2 separate regions of the Mus musculus genome follow, and region 2 is linked to region 1. A link is a contact called in public promoter capture Hi-C data. All regions are on one chromosome and are shown on one strand. Each heading gives the region's core, a stretch centred on a gene start, on an enhancer-like site or on the middle of the called end of the contact. The rest is flanking DNA. Distances are from core to core; before and after follow the strand shown. Region 1 holds the start of Ptk2b (PTK2 protein tyrosine kinase 2 beta). Region 2 holds the start of Adam2 (a disintegrin and metallopeptidase domain 2).

Evidence for each region. Promoter capture Hi-C pulls out the DNA fragments that hold promoters and counts their contacts.
Region 2: a contact with region 1 is called in a promoter capture Hi-C map of the SN4741 cell line, with 2.8 times the contacts expected there. The contact joins the promoter of Adam2 here to the promoter of Ptk2b in region 1. A contact is called at or near these places in 12 of 39 promoter capture datasets (the 3T3-L1 cell line, the SN4741 cell line, cranial neural crest and 6 more) and 5 of 484 Hi-C or Micro-C datasets (the HL-1 cell line, differentiating embryonic stem cells, embryonic stem cells and 1 more).

The regions. Positions count from the first base shown.
Region 1 is chr14:66,278,426-66,284,954 of GRCm38.p6, forward strand. Ptk2b (PTK2 protein tyrosine kinase 2 beta) reads right to left here and starts at 2,627. Exons shown (of 31, transcript NM_001162366.2): 1 at 2,458-2,627.
Region 2 is chr14:66,075,375-66,081,903 of GRCm38.p6, forward strand. Adam2 (a disintegrin and metallopeptidase domain 2) reads right to left here and starts at 2,395. Exons shown (of 21, transcript NM_009618.3): 1 at 2,276-2,395; 2 at 1,837-1,913. The coding sequence starts at 2,348.

The DNA of each region.
Region 1 (6,529 bases), core at 1,377-3,876:
AATGCAGGTTCCCTGCGGTCTCCAGACACTCTATAAATTCGAACAGGAGAAGATGGCACCCCAGGCACTTTGTGGATGCTCTTTCCGTCACTGTGAATGTGTCGTTTCAAGTTAATATACATAGCACTCAAGTGGGGCTTTCATACATTATCAAGGCTCCTACCCTAAACCTCGACAAATAGGCTCTGAGGCTCAGCGAATCCAACAGTTTCCCCATAGGTCTGAATCTAGGACCATTGGTCCAGTGTCTTTCCAAGTTACTACCAAGTGGACTAAGCTGCTTTCACGGTCCCTAGACCCTCCCTCGGCTGTGCAGATGTGTAAGCTGTCTGGGGTGCTGCTTTTCTTCTCTCAATAGCAATATCATGACCAGTCCTAGAATGAGCCTCCAACTGGACCTGTCAGGATTTGTCACAAAATAAATATGCCCTGAGCCTGCTCTTGAGGTGCTGGGTTAGTTCGCAGTCTAGACGGAAGAACATCAGCCTCCGCGTCCCAGACAGACTCAGGACATCCAGTAAAGCTTCAGATAAACTGTGAGTAACGCCGGAGTATTAGGTATATCCCAAATACTGCATGAGACATACTTAACGCTGAGAACCAAGTCTTCAACACATTTGTACATTTAAAATTCAAATCTGAATGCCCCATGTTTTCATTTGCTAAATCTGGCACCTCCATCCCGGAGTGGAGGCACCCTGGGAAGTTTCAAGCAGCCTGAGGTTCCAAGCTTTGCTCCTAGAGGAGTTGCCATGGCAGCCTGAGCACGCCTTCCTAGGCTGGGGAGCATCCTCTATTTAAGGTTGCAGCTCCTCCTGGCCCCTGAACTCTAGGCTCCTAACAAGATGGGCTTCTTGGCTACTTTCGGTTTCCCCGGTATCTCTTGCCGCTCTTAGCCCTTGGATTTGTACTTCTCAGGCTCTGACCTGCTTTCTTCTCCTCGGTTAGTTAATCCCTATTGATCTTCAGTTCTCTTAGTTGCTTCTGCCACAGATTCAGGACCTGTCCCTGCCCAGCCCTGCCCACCCTCTGGCACTGTAATTGGTGGAACTTCATTTCTTCTCACGACAGTCCCGCCCATCCTAGCTCCGCCCTAGCTGGGCAGCTGGAGCTACAGGCTCCTCCGTCTCCCCTCACCTGACAGGAGTACCTGGGTTCAGGAAGGATGCTAGTAAGTGAAAGAAAGAAGGCAGACTGTCCTGCCAAAGTTAGGTCTTTCTTATGAATGTGACTTCTTCCTTCCTTCCTAGGGTCGTGAGTCACTTTTCCCCCACCCCCTGCTCTGCATTTCTTGCGCCCCCGCCCCCACCCGGTAGCTACTGTGAACCGCAAGAGTTTGTTGACCTGAGCACACTGCGGCTGCCTGGTACCCCTACCCTTTCCAAACCATGCATTGTCTCAGCGGGCTCCAGACTGGTACAAGATCTGCTAAGGTTCTTCTCCCTCCTGCTTTCCAATTCTCCCGGGCTAATGCCCCCCCCCCACACACACACACCCAACCCTCAGGTCCCAGCTTGGTTTCTTCAAGGAGCACAGCGGAATCGGAATCTTGCTTCCAGTATAGGGGTGATGGGAGATATTGGTGTCATCTGGCTGAGGGTGAGGGCAGGTGGCAGGACTTGGTGGGCCTCAGAACGTCACCCATATGCTCGCTGTTCACCCACCCAAAGCTTTGCCCACGCACAGCCTGGCAGCAGGAACAGCAGCCCAGAACTTAACCCTCAAGGGGCATGGGGAAAGCAGCTTCAAAATGAGCCAGTGCGGCTGGTGTGAACTTTGGAACTTCAGCACGAACACACACGCACACACACACACACACACACACACACACACACACACACACTACACACACTACACACACTATGGTATGGTTCCTCTTGGAGAACCCCGTTTGTCTTAAAGCTCCAGCTTCAGGGAAAAAAAACAACAAACAAACAAAAACAAAACGTCCCAGAGGCTGGGGATAGGGGTGGTGCAGGGGTGGGAAGATAGGCCACATGGGTGCCGAAGGGCACTGTGGAGAAGAGCGCGCCGTGCCTGGGCAGAGGTCTGAGCTAGAGCTGAAGTTGGGTTCTGAAGCCCTCGGTTGGGTTCGGAGTTCCCAAATCCAACCTTTAGAGACAAGCATTGTTGCTGAGCCGATTTCAATCGTGCCCCTAGTCGCCCCTCTCTGAATAAGATAACAGGACAAAAAGGGAGAAACACCCTTTAGTCTTAAAAAGAACTCCAAAAATAGATGCCTTCTCTAGCGCCCTCCCTAACCCCCTAGCTCAGGGCGGCAAGCTCAGGGAAAGCACCTGCTCCGCGCCTCCGACTTTCTGGGTCCTTGGCTACCTTTCCAGGAATTCTCAAGCTTCCCGAAGGACTGGAACTGTAGACCCTCTCCAGCTTTCCACTTAAGTCGAGCGATCGAAGTGTCCCTGACCCCGGCGCTGGGTAGGAACACGCAGGACTTACCCTCGGGCGAGGCGCGGACTCGGGCCAGGGCTCCGGGCTGGGCCAGGTGAGCGCAGCCGCCGCAGGTAGGACGCGCGGCTCTGCCTGCAGAGGCTGAGTAAGAGGCTGACAGGTTGTTTTTCCCCCTCCTCCTCTCGGTCGTTAACCACACCCCTGCTGCTCTCCTCTCCACTTCCTTAAAGGGTGGGGTGTGCTGTCTGTGTGTGCAGGCTCCAACCTCTTACCATAAACTCTGAAATAGATGCCGCCTGCAATTCCTGGAGCTGCCCGGCTGACCCGGGGGCCAGAGCCCATTGCCTTAGGGCCCCAATTGGGGTCCTCAGGTGCTCCGGACCTCTTGCAGTTGGTTGACCTCCAACTCCTACCACACCTGGCTTCTTCCAGGCACCCTTCTCTGCAGCCTTTAGTCACCAGACCTGACCCATGTTCTCAGCAGTGGCCCCCATGGCTCCACACCTTGAAATGGCCCTCACCCTAGGTCAGATAAATATTAGGGATGCCCGATATGACTGGTACAGGATTGGAAACACCTAGGACTGGGTTTCTGAGCCCAGACCCTGGAGGACCAGAACACAGTCCCAAAACAGTCGGGGAAGGGGTTGGGAATGTAGCTCAGACGGTAGAATGTGTGTCTAGCCTGGATTCCATTCCCAGAACCAAAGGCATAATACTGAGTGTAGGTGGTGGATATCTGTAATTCCAACGCTCTGGAGGTCTATCCTTGGCTATGAGGTGAGTTCAAGATGAGGCTAGGCTGAAAGAGATCATGTCTCAAAAACAAAACAAAACAAAACAAAACAAACAAACAAACAAACAAACAAAAAAACCCCAAACCCCAAAACCCAACCCCAACCCAGCATTAATAACAACAAAACCAGAAAAGACTAGAGAAGCCTTACAATGATTTTCTTCTGTGGCCCTCTCCCTGCATCAGTTTGTATCCGTGACCCTCCGAAGAGGCTGGCCATCTCTTTACTGCATCAGTAAGGCAGTGGTACTTGAGGCAGATCTAAAGTACTAAGTTGCGACATCATTTACTTCTCTAGCCCGAGAAAGATTCTGACTTTCTCCTAAGTGGAGGTCAGTGAGCTGGACTTAGCAGGAGACCCTGCCCCAGACATCTTTATCCTGTGCCCTTTGGGGTTTGGGGTTTAGTCACAGTTCTGTCTCTGATAGTAGCAGTCCTGAGACTGCAACATCAAGCTGCCCAACTCCCTGTGAAAGCCACAGTTTTCATGATGACACTTCTTCACCCTACCCCACCTCCAAGTTCAACAGACCTGCTGCCCCAGGAGACCATCAGAAGCTACCAACACTCATCTTTCAGAGTGGTGGTGATGGCTTCTCAAGAGAAAGCAGACTTAATTAATTAAGAACTCAGGAGGCAGAGGCAAGTAGAATTCTGAGTTCAAGACCAGCATGATCTACTGAGTGAGTTACGGGACAGCCAGGCTACAGAGAAAAACCCTGTCCCGAAAAACCAATAGCAATAATCATAAAATCAATTAAAGCTATAAAGTTCATATGTCTTAAGATGTAACAAAATGTAGATTTTAGCTGTATCCTCCATGTCTACTAAAAACCCTATCTAAAGCTAGCGTCACCCACCCTCAAATGCCTCAACACCACAATATACCCTGCCATCTGCTGGGCCAGCAGGACCCTCTCTACCATCCTGAAGGGCCCCATTTATCAACTATCTGCACTCAAAGACAAGTGGAGGGGTAGAGTTGGGGGAGCAGTGAAGACTGTGAACAGCGTATGGGGTACATGACCACAGGACAAAAAAAACTACCAGAGGGTGTGAGCAGTGGGGTGGCGTAAGGTGTTGGCAGGGGGTGGCTTTCTGAATCCTTGCACTTGGGAAAGAGTGGGTAAAGCGTCTTGTGGTGTAAAGCGAGATCTACCTGAGGGAATGGCAGCTGGCTGACTGTTGAAGACTAGCTGGGTTTGTGTGTGCTGCCCTCATGTGGGCACACATATGAACTACAGCCATATCTCTGCTCTAGTAAGGTCTTCTGTTCTGTGTGCACACACGTTGTATTCTTTACCTGGCATATTATTTCCTTCAAACTTCTCTGAGCACTTTTTTTGGTCACTTCTTAAAAAAACGAGCATATTTCATTATAACAGGTACTCTGCTGCTAACTCACTACCCAGTGTCTTGCCTGTTGGGCTGGTGTTCACTCTCCTCCAGGGTTCTCACCCCTCCTACGCTGCCACCCTTTAGTACAGTTCCTCGTGTTGTGGTGACCCCCCCCCCCCCGCCCCGACCATAAAATAACCTTTGTTGCTATTTCATAGCTGTAATTTTGCTTCTGTTAAGAATCACAATGCACATATCTGTGTTTTCTGTTGATCTTAGGTGACCCTTGTGAAAGGGCCATTTGAGTCTCAAAGAGGGTCACAACCCACAGGTTGAGAACTGCTGCCCTAGACAGTCTCACTATTTCCTCTGGCTAAATAGGAAGAATAAGCAGCCAGCACCACCAAGGTCAATTTATATAATTATTAAAATCTATATTCTGCATATAAAAGAAAGCGTTTGATATTTTTCTGAGTCTGGCTTATTTTGCTTATCACAGTGATGTCCAGTTTCATTTATTTTTCAGAAAAAAAATGACATAATTGTTTGTTCTTCTCTGTGTCTGAATAAAACTCGTGTGTGTCTGTGTACCACATTGTCTTCTCTCACTCATCTGTTGGTGGACATCCATGTGGACTCTATACCTTGGCTTCTGTGCATATAGATCCAGCAAACATGGACATCAAGAGTCTCTGTGGTGTCTAACTTGTATTCTTTCAACTCTTTCCTCAGGATTTATGGCTGAATGACACAGACGTTTTCTGTTAACCAGCTAGCCTTAGCTGGTGAGATGGAATCTGAAAGTAGTTTTGTTTGTTTTGTTTTGGTTTTTTGGTTTTTTGTTTTGTGTTTGTTTTTCGAGACAGGGTTTCTCTGTATAGCCCTGGCTGTCCTAGAACTCACTCTGTAGACCAGGCTGGCCTCGAACTCAGAAATCTGCCTGCCTCTGCCTCCCGAGTGCTGGGATTAAAAGCATTCGCCACCACGCCCGGCTCTGAAAGTAGTTTTAATTGGCATCTCCCTGATGGGTAAGGATGTTGAACACCTTTTCAAGTACTTATTGATGGTTTTGTACTTCTTCTTTTGAGAACTGTTTATTTGTCCATCTATTGATCAGACAATTTAGTTTTGTGATGTTTTTGTAGTTCTTTATGTAGCTTGGATACTAATCCTCTCTGTCAGGTATGTAGCTGGCAGAGCCCTCCCCCACCTCACCCCTCCCTGCCCCACCCCATCCCACTCCCATTCTGTAGGATGTCTCTTCACTTCAGTGATTGTTTCCTTTGTTGTGCAGATGCTTCTTTTTTTTAAAATTTTTTATTAGGTATTTAGCTCATTTACATTTCCAATGCTATACCAAAAGTCCCCCATACCCACCCACCCCCACTCCCCTACCCACCCACTCCCCCTTTTTGGCCCTGGCGTTCCCCTGTACTGGGGCATATAAAGTTTGCGTGTCCAATGGGCCTCTCTTTCCAGTGATGGCCGACTAGGCCATCTTTTGATACATAGTGCAGATGCTTCTTAAGGTCATGTATTCCCATTTGTCAATTCTTGAGATTGACAGATGTCATAAGAACGTGGGAGCTTGTGTTCTTAGGGTCTAATTTAATTTAATATAATTTAAACTTATCCACATCTAGCTTACGAATGAATGAGACTCAGACTGTGGTTATTTTATTTGGCTTTGACAATTACTGGGGGTCACCACTTATCTACTTTTCTAATGGCTGGCCTGGCTTCTTCCCAGAGGTTTGCCCCAGATTCTTGTTATTACTCATGGCCAGGTGCTCACGGTCCATCTTCTTTCGTGGTGGCCTCCTTCCCATTCCCTTGTCCCTCTTCCTCTCTCACCCAACCAGCTAACTTAAAACCTACCTACCTCTAATCCTCCAGCAATGGGTTGTAGACATTTTTATTTAACCAATAGTTTTAAGTTAAGGAGCAAGTTTTGCACAGAAAAAGTTGGTAACTGTGGCTGGCAGC
Region 2 (6,529 bases), core at 1,145-3,644, 200 kb before region 1:
TGGAACTCACTCTGTAGACCAGGCTGGCCTCGAACTCAGAAATCCACCTGCCTCTGCCTCCCAAGTGCTAGGATCTATAAAGGGATCTGATGTCCTCTTCTGGCATGTAGGTGTACATGTAGCAGAACAAAACCCATGCATAAGATAATTGAAATAAAACAAAAATAAAAACAAATATTAAAAAAAATTTTAAAAATTAAAAAAAATTCTGTATATCTGCATACATATGTATGCAATTCCATGGGAGGCCAGAAATGAGCACCAGGCTCTCTGGAGCTAGACTTGGGGATGGTGGAATTCCCTAACGGGAGTTGCTAGCCACCAAACTCCAGAGCAGCACAGGTTCTTTTTTTTTTTTTTTTTAAATTACATATAAGTACACTGTAGCTGTCTTCAGGCGCACCAGAAGAGGGCATCAGATCTCATTACCGGTGGTTGTGAGCCACCATGTGGTTGCTGGGATTTGAACTTCGGACCTTAGGAGGAGCAGTTGGGTGCTCTTACCCACTGAGCCATCTCACCAGCCCAGCACAGGCTCTTAAACACAGCATTCTCTTCAGCACCTGGAGCACCTTATTTTCATAATGTCTCCACTATCAACTTGGGTTTTCTTGTTATTTATTTATTTATTTCTTTGTTTGCTTGTTTATTTATTTAGAAAAGTTCTCAGGCTATAGTCCTTGCTGGCCTGGTACTTACTAACGTAGGCCAGGCTGGCTTCACTCTTACAGTGACCTTCCTTACTGTGTTTAGTAATATAAATGTACCTTCTGTCCCTGAGCCAGTACAACAAACTCTTTGTTTTAAGGGAGCCAGCAGGTTCCTTACAGGGTAATAGACTTGCAGCCATTAACCAGAGAGACAATTTGAGTCCTGAATTTTACAGTTGAGACAGTTGCTTTTTTTTTTATTTTGTACTCTGCATATACTGGTGAGTCCTTGCAAGTAGAATCTTTGTTTTCCAATTAAAAAGAAAACAACCACTTTTTTTTTTTTTTTTTTTTTTTTGGTTTTCTCTGTGTAGCCCTGGCTGTTCTGGAACTCACTTTGTAGACCAGGCTGGCCTCAAACTCAGAAATCCACCTGCCTCTGCCTCCTGAGTGCTGGGATTAAAGGTACGCACCACCACGCCCAGCTCAAAACAATCACTTTTAAAATGGCCCCTTTAACTAAATGATTCAAGTTTCATAAACACACACAGACATTTCTTTTCAAAAAGATTTATAAAAATGTACAAGCTGCATCCTTCAGAGCTACAGAAGAAGAAATGCTCATGACGCAAGAGCAATCAATGACCGGACTATTTGTGACCCAGCCACAAAGATTTGCTACTTCAAGAAACACAAAGGATTCTAGCGCTTACATGAAACAAAAAAACAAAACAAAACAAAACAAACAAGCAAACAAACACCGCAACAAAACAAAAGCAAGCAAGCAAGCAAACAAACAAAACGCTAAGGAAAATAATCTTAAAGAGAAGCAAAGATGGTTTGAAAAGAATAATCTTAATGAGGAACATATTACAAAGTGGAAAACATAGTTCTATTAAATGGCAACCAATCACCTCTCCTCCAAACACACATGGCTAGGTGGTTGGGAAGAGATCCTTTGGTGGATCCGGTCAACTTGTGAGTGTTCAGAAGCACCAAAGGACGTGGGGCTGAGAAATCCCGCATTATCAGCAGTGATTTTTCTAAACCTTGTTAATGTTGGCAAAAACAGGGCGCACGTATAAAATCTATTGAGCGAGCATGGATGAGAAATACCAAGGCAACCTCTCGACAAGAAAAATACTTGTGTGACTTCTAATTCGTAAGCAAATTGGCAGTTAATTACCTGTGTTTCGTAGCCATTGCTTGTGACGGACCGGATTTTCTCTGGCACTGTGACTTGCACGTGTAATTTCTCACGAGCTGCAAGGTGCAAAAGGCATTTCTCAGAGCCACACCCCCCACGCCCTGAGGAACCTTCATCCTTATCCCATGAAGCATCATCAACCCGAAACAGGATCTAAAACTTTTGGAGAGTTGGAGGAGCCAAGCCTGGGATCACCCCATCCCCCCAATATCTCCTTCCTTAGGGTTCTGGGGCCTGTGGGAAAGCCCCATGCATTCGTTTTGCATTTCAGCTGTGGTGAGTTGGTGGCTTGAGCTTATGCAGGGGCGATCCTGGGATGTTCAAGTGAGATTCTGGGATGCCCAAGCCAACATGGAGGGAAGGGGGGGGGGGGGGTGCGGACTGAATCCCAAAGGCCCCAAGACGGGTGGTTACTCACTGCCTTCTGTTTGGGACTGGCTAAGGCCGCCAAGTTCACTCAGCCCACTCAGTAGAAGCAAGATGAGCCACATGGCCTGGCCTCCTGGACCCCGCCCCGGGGAATGGCAGTTGGCCCTCTACAGGGCAGTTGGGGGCGCGAGGTGGGGGCTGTGGGCAGCGCAGCTGTGTGCCGGGAAGCGTTTGTGCTGCTCGGTGAAAGCTTTGAAACTGTGAAAGGTTTGAAGGACTTGCTGGGGTTTGAAATCTGAGACCAAAGAAGGGAAAAGGGAGGACAGGCAGTTGAGGAAGCAAAACTCACTCCGGAGAATCAGAATTCATGAAAAAGCCGAGTAGCAGAAAGGTTCACATACACGTACATAAACTTTTAATTCTTTTTTGTTTGTTTTGTTTTGTTTTTGACTCTCTTAATAACAAAAACGTTTTAGTATCAAACAGTACTTTGCATATATTTGGATAGTGTCAATCATAGGTGTCTGACTAACATTTAAGGAGACAAACCAGTGTAACTACAACCCAGATCAGTCACCGGACCATCAAACCTCCTGCTTGATTCCCTGGCAATTCTCACGATCACAGACTAGTTTTGTCTGCCTTGAGCTTTTCCCAGAGAGGCTGAAACACTGTATTCCTTCACATCTAGATCCCTGGGTGGGTTCCATTCTCGACAGCAGATTCCCGTTGGTGCATACGGCACATTGAATACATCACCATGTGTTTGGTATTGTCTATGAACATCCGTGTGTATGATTTTGGTTCAATACTGAATTTATTCCCAGGGGGAAGTTACCAGATGGAAGAGTATGTCTTGTAAATAGTTCCGAATCCTTCAAGATTGTGCTCCTAATTTACATCCCACCAGAAGTGAATGAAGATTCTAGGTTCTCTGTCAGCACTGCTCTAGTTAGCTCGGTTAACTTGACATAGCCTAGAGTCACCTCAGAAGGGAGTCTAATCTGAGGGATTGCTGAGATAAGATTGGCTGTGGTGTATCTTTCTGGGGGTGGGGTGGGGTGGTGGTCTTGACTGGTCATTGATGTAGAAGGGTGCAGCCCACTGTAGGTGGCACCATTCCCTAGGCTGCTGGTCCTGAGTTGTATAGGAAAGTTGACTAGACACGGGCTTGGGAGTGAGCCAGTAGGCAGCCTTTCTCTATGGTTTCTGCTTTAAGTGCCTAATTGAGCTCCTGCCCTGACTTCCCCCAAGAGACTGTGACCTGAAAGTGTGCACCAAATAAATCCCCTCCTCCCCTAAGTTCCTTTTGGCCATGGTGTGTGTTACTGTGACAGAATGTAACTAGAACAATGTCTATCCTTACTTTCCCTATTTTGTTTGTTTTGAATTTGTTTATTCCTGGTGGGTAATACTTTTCTGTGTTTATGGGCAAATATATGTGTACATGTATACATACACATACATGTATACATACACATATATGTATATAATATATATATATATATATATATATATGCATGCATACATACATACATACAGACAGACAGACAGACATAAAAATAGCCTCATGGGCAGTTACCTCTTTGGCAGTTGCCTCCTTGAGATGCTGGCCCCTTCTCTAAATGGGCTGCTTCGCTTCTCTCTCACTATACATGGAAGCTGGAAACACATTGGCGATAGAATCCCTTTGTTGTCAGCAATGGCTGTGAAAGCCTGTGTTTCCTCTTTGCGTTCTGTAGTTTTCTGTTGATACCATTTGTCATAATCAGAAGTCTTCTTTCCTTTCAGCCTGATGGGAGTTTCCTATGGATTTTTATCATGGATTTTCAATGTACAGAAATCCCTTTTCTGCGTAAATAAGCTGGCCACAGGACGTTCTTCCTTTTCAGTCCATGCTGTGAGCTAAACTATTGAAGCAAACTTGTGTCCCCGTTAGATTTTGTCACTTTTACATTTTCCCGGATTGATTTGACCACATTCCTGTTAGAATCGTTGTCTCCAAATTCAGTGAGATCCTTGTAGCTTTCTTTTGCTGCACTAAACTCACCAGGATTTTGTATCAGATGCGTGCTTGCCCCGCCGAGGGTCCGGAGCAGCAGTCTCATTGTGCAATACTGTGGGGTCCCCTGCTCCCCAGCATTTGTGAACAGAAGGGTCAGGAGCTGGGATTTCCTTGACAGAGGATTGGTTTTATTGTCGATCTAATTTCTTTAAAAAAAAAAAATACCCAGCTAGTCTCTTTCCAGTTACGCTAGTGTGAGCCAGTTTATTTCTGAAAGGTTTTATCCATTTTCCCTTGAGTTTTGAAGTCTATTTGTAAAAAATATTAGCATCCCCCTCTCCCATGTCAACCTTTTAAAGGCCTTCCACATAGATGATCTTCTCAAAATAGTCTTGATAACGTGATTTTTCTCTTTACTCATGGTCAGTTGTTATTGAATTAAAAAATTATGAAAGAGGATCCAGCCAGATTTCACTCTCATATGTTAATATTTTCCCTATTTTGTTGACTTGATTCTTGTTTTTATTGGATGTGGTTTGTCCTTTTTATAGTTCCTAAAAATGGAAGTTTATATAGTTTCAAAACCTTCTTTTCCTCCTGTTCATTTAAATGTAGCAATTTCCACGTGTCCCCGGATTTAGCTTCATTAGCTAGTCGTATATATTGCACATTGTAAAGTTTATTTAGCAATGCTTTATTTCATTAATATTAGGTCCTAACAGTTTCTAATTTTCGCCATGATTTCCCTTTTGTCTCATGTATTTGGCTCTGCACACACTTGATCATGATGCATAAACTTTTTAATGTGGATGTTTTGTTACTTTTTGCTAGTATTTTATTGAGGTTTTTTTTTTCATATCTGTGTTCATTAGGGTTATCGGTCTTTAGTTTTTGTTATGTCTTTGTTAGCTTCTGTTATCAGGGTAGTTAATGCTGATCTCGTTGGATGAGTCTGGAGACTTCCCCGATGTCACTTATGTTTGATAGTTTAATGGCTGATACTAGTATTTTTAAAAGTTGGAGCTGGGCAGTGGTGGCACGCCTTTAATCCTAGTACTTTGGAGGCAGAGGCAGGTGGATTTCTGAGTTTGAGGCCAGGTTGGTCTACAGAGTGACCAGTACAGCCAGGGCTACACAGAGAAACCCTGTCTCAAAAAACAAAAACAAACAAACAAACAAAAACCCAACAACAAACAAACAAAAAAAGTCAGGATAGGTGTCAGCAGCAAAGCTACTTGGTACTGGCCTTTCTCACTGGGCAGGTTCTTACTATTGATTTGAAACCATTGCTTGTTGTTAGCCTCCTCAGGTTTCCTGCTTCTTCAGGGTTTTTTCTGGGTTGCTGCTGTCTCTAGTTTATTCACACCCCCTTCTGGCTTATTGTTCTATAATTGTTCTTGCAGCCTCTCATGCTTTCTTATCTCTGTGGAGTACCAGTTACTCAACGTCTTTTGGGTCCCTGAGTCGTCGGTTGAGTGTTTTACCCACCTCTTATTCCAACTAAGAGCTTGTCAATCTTGTTTCTCCGAAAGACGTCTTTTGTCATTGATCCATTGAATGTGGTTTTTTTATTGTTGTTGTTGTTTTGTTTTTGTTTTTGTTTTTTAAGTCTTAACCACCTTCTTCTTCTTCTTCTTCTTCTTCTTCTTCTTCTTCTTCTTCTTCTTCTTCTTCTTCTTCTTCTTCTTCTTCTTCTTCTTTCTTCTTCTTCTTCTTCCTTCTTCTTCTTCTTCTTCTTCCTTCTTCTTCTTCTTCTTCTTCTTCTTCTTCTTCTTCTTCTTCTTCTTCTTCTTCTTCTTCTTTCTTCTTCCTCTTCCTCTTCCTCTTCCTCTTCCTCTTCCTCCTCCTCTTCCTCCTCCTCCTCCTCCTCCTCTTCTTCTTCTTCCTTCTTCTTCTTCTTCTTCTTCTTCTTCTTCTTCTTCTTCTTCTTCTTCTTCTTCTTCTTCTTCTTCTTTCTTCTTCCTCCTCCTCTTCCTCCTCTTCCTCCTCCTCCTCCTCCTCTTCCTCCTCCTCCTCCTTCTCCTCCTCCTCCTCCTCCTCCTCCTCCTCCTCCTCCTCCTCCTCCTCCTCCTCCTCTTCCTCCTCCTCCTCCTTCTCCTCCTCCTTCTTCTTCTTCTTCTTGGTTTTTCGAGACAGGGTTTCTCTGTATAGCCCTGGCTGTCCTGGAACTCGTATCTGGTTGTAATTATAACCTTTGGCCAGTATAACCTTACATCCACAGACCCCTACATATAGCTGTTCTTATGACACTTAGAAACTCTGTCTTCATACACATAGGTTTCAGTGTGTATTCTCTTT